2 separate regions of the Mus musculus genome follow, and region 1 is linked to region 2. Evidence: chromatin contacts called from public HiChIP or PLAC-seq data. All regions are on one chromosome and are shown on one strand. The core of a region is the stretch at or near the end of the contact, and the rest is flanking DNA. Distances in the headings are between cores, read along the strand shown.

Evidence for each region. HiChIP or PLAC-seq counts read pairs in DNA pulled down with a chosen protein or histone mark.
Region 1: an H3K4me3 HiChIP or PLAC-seq map of bone marrow-derived macrophages shows a contact between it and region 2, with 3 times the contacts expected there. The contact joins two enhancer-like sites. A contact is called at or near these places in 1 of 484 Hi-C or Micro-C datasets (nephron progenitors), 3 of 115 datasets of contacts at active chromatin or transcription factors (bone marrow-derived macrophages, embryonic stem cells and microglia) and 1 of 9 other capture datasets (adipose tissue).

Annotation. Positions count from the first base shown.
Region 1 is chr4:150,059,143-150,062,103 of GRCm38.p6, forward strand. No RefSeq gene overlaps it. Among named protein-coding and RNA genes, the nearest start is that of Mir34a, 7.8 kb to the right of the region's middle. Within about 2 kb of position 1,614, at least 160 of the 459 cell types and tissues checked have an H3K27ac peak or open chromatin away from gene starts, as enhancers often do. A contact at or near this core is called in adipose tissue, bone marrow-derived macrophages and microglia, where this site is marked.
Region 2 is chr4:149,888,343-149,891,653 of GRCm38.p6, forward strand. No RefSeq gene overlaps it. Among named protein-coding and RNA genes, the nearest start is that of Gm13070, 13 kb to the right of the region's middle. Within about 2 kb of position 1,764, at least 136 of the 459 cell types and tissues checked have an H3K27ac peak or open chromatin away from gene starts, as enhancers often do. A contact at or near this core is called in adipose tissue, bone marrow-derived macrophages and microglia, where this site is marked.

The DNA of each region.
Region 1 (2,961 bases), core at 364-2,863, 170 kb after region 2:
GGTGAGTGCGCACAACTCTCTGTTTTCCCACACACTGTCTCTGGGAAAGCAGACATAGCCTCCTGCCCTTGACAGGGTAGCCACTGTGCAGCTCAGAAGTGCAGAAAGCTTGAGGGAATGAGGTGAACTGAGCAGGCCTTTTCATCAAGACAAAGAATTTAAGTTCTTCTTGTCACCTGGGAAGTACCTGGCAGCTGTGGGGTCACTAGTGTGGTGGTGGGAACCAGCTGTGATGGTGGATGTTGGTGAGAACCAGCTGTGGGGTCACTAGTGTGATGGTGGATGTTGGTGGGAACCAGCTGTGGGGTCACTAGTGTGATGGTGGATGTTGGTGGGAACCAGCTGTGGGGTCACTAGTGTGATGGTGGATGTTGGTGGGAACCAGCTGTGGGGTCACTAGTGTGATGGTGGATGTTGGTGAGAACCAGCTGTGGGGTCACTAGTGTGGTGGTGGTGGGAACCAGCTGATGTCACTAGTGAGACCCATGGGATGCTTGGAACTAGGTGGCAAGAGGAAAGTTGGCCTGGCAGATCACCCCAGGCTGGGGTCTGTTTCCTTGCAGAGACAAGGAGCCCACAGGCTTGCCCTTGCTACAGGGAGGAGCTCTTACAAGCAAGGACCCTCAGAACTGAGGGTCACCTGAGTCACTGTCGGTGAATTCCACAGAAGGAAAGGGGCTTTCAGAGGGTGGGGGCAGCTTCTCCACCACAGGGCTATTAACATTTAGATCAAAGTCCTTGTTTGGGGGGACTGTCCCGTGAGCTAGAATGCCCAGCATTTCCAGCCCCCGCCCAGGGCAGCAAACACATATGTTTTCAGACATTGCCAGAGCCCCTTGGGAGGCAAACCGTCTTCCGCAGCAGTTCTGGTCAGAGGCTTCAGCGGAGGGCTTTCTGGGACCACAGCTCAGTGCCTGAAGCGGCCACTGGCTTGGTACCGCTTCCTTTGTTCCTTCCTGAGAAGCTGAGCTCATTGGCTTGGTGGGGTGTTTTCATTGACTCACCAGCTGTAACCACAAGTGGCCTTCCTACTTGGGGGGATCCCAGATGACTTTATCATGGGAGTTGGTATGTAAATACATAATTCTTCTTTTTCTAAATTGAAGCTAGTAGACACCCCTCACTACACACACACACACACACACACACACACACACACACACACTTTAGCCTAGCCTGGTAAGTGCTTTCTTAGCCCATTACGAGCCTGCAGCACTGCACCTTGCCCTGAGGTTTTCTGCAGCCAGCCAGCGTCTTGCTGGTTTGGGCTCCAGCCCCAGGGTCTGGTGGATGATGTAAGAGCCAGGGAAGTTGGTTGTGTTTGTGGGATTTTTTTTTTTAGGCCTTCTATCCAAGGCCTGGTGTGGGGGAAAGACAGAAGCCCGACTATGTGAACAGAGGGGTCAGAATCCTAGGTGGACTACTGGAGCCTGCCCAGGGTACTGACCCCGTGTGGAGGACCGGCTCCTGGAACGAGGCCTGGCGTGTCAGTCGGTTCCTCTTGGGGTAGCTGAGCGAAGGTGCTGGCTTTGAGTTGAGGCTTCATAAAGTGTTCCTCGCAGACAGGCACACCCTGCGTGAGGCCCGAGACCTGCCGGGCCACTCCCAGCCGCGGGCAGCTGCCTCCTGTTGCTGTGTGAATTCCATCAGGGCGACTCTCTGCTCCTTCCTCTGCCTCTCTACTACCTTAGGAAATCTGGGGTCTGTTTTTCCGGTTTGAGTCTTACAGTTGGGAACCCACCCTGCATCTATTGGGAAACTCTCTGTGTGTCTCCAGCTTCCCCATTGGGCTCTCACTGGGTCTCTTCTGCTGTGACTCTCCAAGACTCCCCTTCTTTGGACAGCTCAGAAGCACATGGTCCGAACCCAAGGGTCAGACATCCATCCGGCTTCGTTGTAAACACTGTGTCTGTGACCTTCTACCCAGACGGGGCTGTGTGTGTAGACGCTACCCCCGTGCCAGGCACGGGGTCAAAGGGAAGAGAAGCGAAATCTGCCTGCTCAGGCCTCTTGATCCTGGGTAACAGGGAAATTGCCAATGATGCTCGCAGCCCAGAGCCCCTGTCCCCCACCCCAGCTATGCCAATCAGCACCTCGGTGAGTCCAGCAAACCAAGCCATCCCCTAACAAACCAGCAGCACCCAAGAACTCAGGGATTCTTTTTGAAGTTTAGGAGCAAGAGGGACAGATGGGCCCTGTGTGCTCACAGCAGAGCTTAGGGAAGAGGCCCGGCACAGCCTCTGGGCTCCTAAAGGCCACTGCCCATGCCTTTCCACGTCTCTGGACAGCTCTAGGTTCTGTGGATTCCAGTGTCTGTGGTAGACGGAGCCAGCCCATGGATGGACAGTGGAACTGCTTCCTCCAAAGAGCTTGCCCACAGAGATAGAACAGCCCTAAGATATGGCCGTGGCCAGGCTAACTTCCAGACCAGGCCCCACCCAGCCTCACCCGCATGACTGACTATACAGGCTAGCGTGCTCAGGTGTGGGACTGGGGATTTTCCTCCCTCTCCCCTCTTCCCCTCTCCTCTTTGTTCTTCCTTTACTCCCTCTGGCTTTTGGGTCAGCATCCAGATGACTCAGGGAGACGACTCAGTGCCTGCTTCCCTGGGCAAAGGAACAGCGGCGGCGGGGAGGGACAAGGGACAGGTGAGTGCACACCTCTGCAGGGGCCCAGGTAGGTGCTGGCAGCTAGCCCAGCTCCTAGCAGCTGTGCCCGCCTGAGGGGGCAGTGAGCTGAGCAGGTCAGACAGGTGGAGCCAGCCGGCCTGGCTACCCATCCCCAGCCACTCGGGGCCTCCCTTGGTTTACTGAGAAGTGAACCACCCTTTTCTTTCTCCCACTGCCTTAGTTGCCTGGCGCCCTTAGGGACCGTTTCCAACATTGGACAAGGACATTGGGAGTGGAGAACGGATTGCCAGTTGGCCTTGGAGAAGCACGTGTGGTTTTCAGGCCCTTGGCT
Region 2 (3,311 bases), core at 514-3,013:
CACTGTGTGACAGCAGTCTTGCTGGCCTGACTCATGACTGCCCCGGGATCCCCAGTGGAAAAGGACCAGATGCAGAATAGGGAAGGAATCCAGGGCCTTCCTCAAGAGAGTTGCTCTGAAGGGGTTCATCTCAGAAAGCCAGAAACTGGATGGACTGGGCCCCAGAGACTACCTGGGCTTCTAAGACTCTTCACAGAGCTTTCTGTGGGCTACAGACACATGTGCTTGGATGACATCACCACCACCACCAGCACCATCTCCATCTCTATCACCATCACTGTCATCATCACCATCATCATCATCTTCACCACCATCTCCATCACCACCACCATCACTAACTATGACCTCTATGTCTACCACAAAGCCAATTGAACCCTGGACTCTATTGTTTTACAAAGAGCTACTCAGAACAACCAGTTGTATTTAGAAACCTACATAAATGGGCTTACTTTCCTTTCTGGAACCCTCCTACTCATCCTTCCCAATGCCCCTAGGACATCCCTGCCCAGGATGCCTGGGAGGGTCCACCACATTCTCCCCTGCAGCCCCTGCCCCGTGTCTGCCAGTTCGTGTCCTCCCGTTGAACCTCAGGTTTTCTGGGTCTCTATTCAGTGTCCACGTGCGTCTGGCACAGGCAATGGGGCCAAGACCTGTTTGGGTCTAATGGGACTCCATTAGTCTGGGGTCTTTGGCAACATTTTATAGGCTATCCTGACAGGAACCCTGGCCTCTGAGCCTTCATAGGAGGCCGGCATGTTCTCAGGGTGAGTCTGGGCTGGGCTGCTGCATGGCTTCCCTTGAAGGAAGTGACACCTGCAGCCAAATCCATCCTTTCAGGAAGTGGGGGCGGGGGGGGGGCATGCTCAAAGAGACCATCAGCTTCCTGAAGGGCTGCTAAGGACCCAGGAGGAAGTGCTGAGCCAGAGGGAGGGGCTGTCTGGCAGCAGTAGGGATTGCTAGGAGGCGTCTCTTTCCCACTGCCCCGTAAATAAATGGGTAATGATTCTAGGGCATGCGTGCGTGCGTGCGTGCGTGCGTGCGTGCGTGCGTGCGTGCGTATATGCATGGCTTCTTGGGCTTCTGGTCATATCTCCTCACTCACACTGCCTTTGATCTTGGTAATAGCATGAGCTTGGTTCAAAGTTATTATTATTCCCAATCACAGAAGGCACAGTCAGGCTACCTGGGCAGCTGACAGGGCCACATTCACAGATGTTGAGTCCAAACCCCAGACGTATGATCTTGGGCCTGAGTCCCTATACTTCTGCAGGGTCACTGTGCCTGATGTGGGCCAGCCTGGGAATGTCTTAAGTTCCGCCATCATTTTTGGGCGGGTAACACAGGTTTTTGGGAGAGATGAACCATTGGGAACTTTTTTCTTTTTTCTTATTGCAGAAGGAAAAAAAAAGGGGGGTTGGGTGGGGGAGTAGCTGGGCAAGATCACAGAGGGGCGGTCCTGAGGCTAGAGGGCACCCCTGGCACCTCAGAGAAGCAGGGCTCTCAAAACCCTCTAGTCCTCAACTACACTCCTCTCAGAAGGAGGCCTCCCAGGCGTCTCCCGGAGGCAGAGCCAAGTTCTAGCTTAGGCAAAGGGTGTTTTCCTTCCCGGCGGACAAAACATCGCTGGCGCTTTCAGGAGGGGACTGAACACTCTGTCCACTCTGGCGGCCCTCGGCCAGGATTCCTGGACGGACACAGGCATGCTTTCACAGGCAACAAGATTAATCACGCGTCTCCTTCCTCCTCCCCGCCCCTTTCCCTGTCACACTCAGCTCTGCTTCACAGCCCCAGGAAGTGATCATGAGCCTGGAGTCCCGAGTCCCTTGCCACAGGGAGGGCTAGAAATGTGTTCTAACTTCCAGTGAACTCCAGTAGTCTCATGCTAGGGAAAATCCTGACCACCCTTTAGGGCTGTCTTGGCTCAACACTGCGGCATCCACAGACAGGCTGTACTCACTAGTACCTCCCTCTCTCGTGCACAATGTTAGGAACCTTCTAGAAGCTCTTGGCTGAGCTTTTGGTCCCAGCCCTCGTCCTCTGTGCCTTTGGGGTCAGATGGCTAAAGCGGGAGAGACCAGGACACAGAACAAGAAAGACAAAAAAGTCATACTCGGTACATACATCTCTCAGGCCACACCCCAAGTGCTTGAGCTCAGACAGGCATTCCAGAGCGTTCTTAGAGCTTCTGAGAGAAATCCTGAAGTCAGACCCTCAGGACCTCCTCAGGAAGGTGGGATGCTTTGGAAACTGGGCTCCCAGCCTGGCTCCCCCTCAACGTCCCAACAAGATTCCTGCTAAACAGGAGCGAGCCTTCAGGCAGCTGAAAAGACAGGCTTGTGGGGTTGGCGCCAGGGCCCAAACCCACTGGGGCAAGCTGAACTCCAGCAGGAGGTGGCTGTTCACCAGTAAGCAAGTTGTAAAACCCAGCTCAGACACAACATCTGGCAGCTGCTTCAAATAGTTTTCTGTCTGCAGTTGGAGCTGCTCTCGGCCTCCTGTAAATCAAACCATGCGCACAGAGGACTGTGACGACTGACCACGGCACCCCAGTTTGGCATGGCACCAGCTGCAACTCCTGTCTCCCAGTAGCTCGGGATTCACATTCCATGTCCTTGTAGGACCAATTCACGCAGCCCTCCAGGAAAAGCTGCAGGGGTCCGTTGGCATCCTTGTGCCATCAGACAGGGGTGGGGGGTAGGGTGGAGGGAAGAAGACCTCTTGAGGTCCCATAGGGAACTTGACCCTTAAGATGTGATGTCTCACTCAGGCTCAACCTCTGTTTCCAGGGACCTCTCTGATTGGTGCTCATCCTTTCTAGACCGTGATAGTATAGTAGGTCAGAGGGGAGACAGCATCTATATTAGCACGCACTGAAGTGTACAGTAAAAGATTTGTAACTGGATCCTGGACCTACGACATTGAGTCTGCCCTGGGTTCCTCCCAGGGAATATGGGTCAAGCACACAGAAACCTGGTGTCGGAGGACTAGCCTTTAGGTAAGTGGCCAGGGAGAGAGGACAACGTAACCAGTGATGACTGAGAACTCTGTGTGGCAGCAGCCCCCATGGGCTAGCCTGGGCTGCATTTCTCATGGGCTTCTGTTGGAAAAGTCCTCTCAGCCACCTCAGGAACTTTGTCCTTAAGATGCAGTGGAGATCTGCATGGTGGCCTCAAGTGATGTGTCTGTGTTTTGAGACCTGAACCCCAAAAGAATGTGACTTTCTCTGGGGAATGCCATTGAGTCCAGGACTTGAGATCAGCTCTCTTGGGCCCCTGATGACAAGTGTTCTAAGAAGACAGGTGTAAAAACAG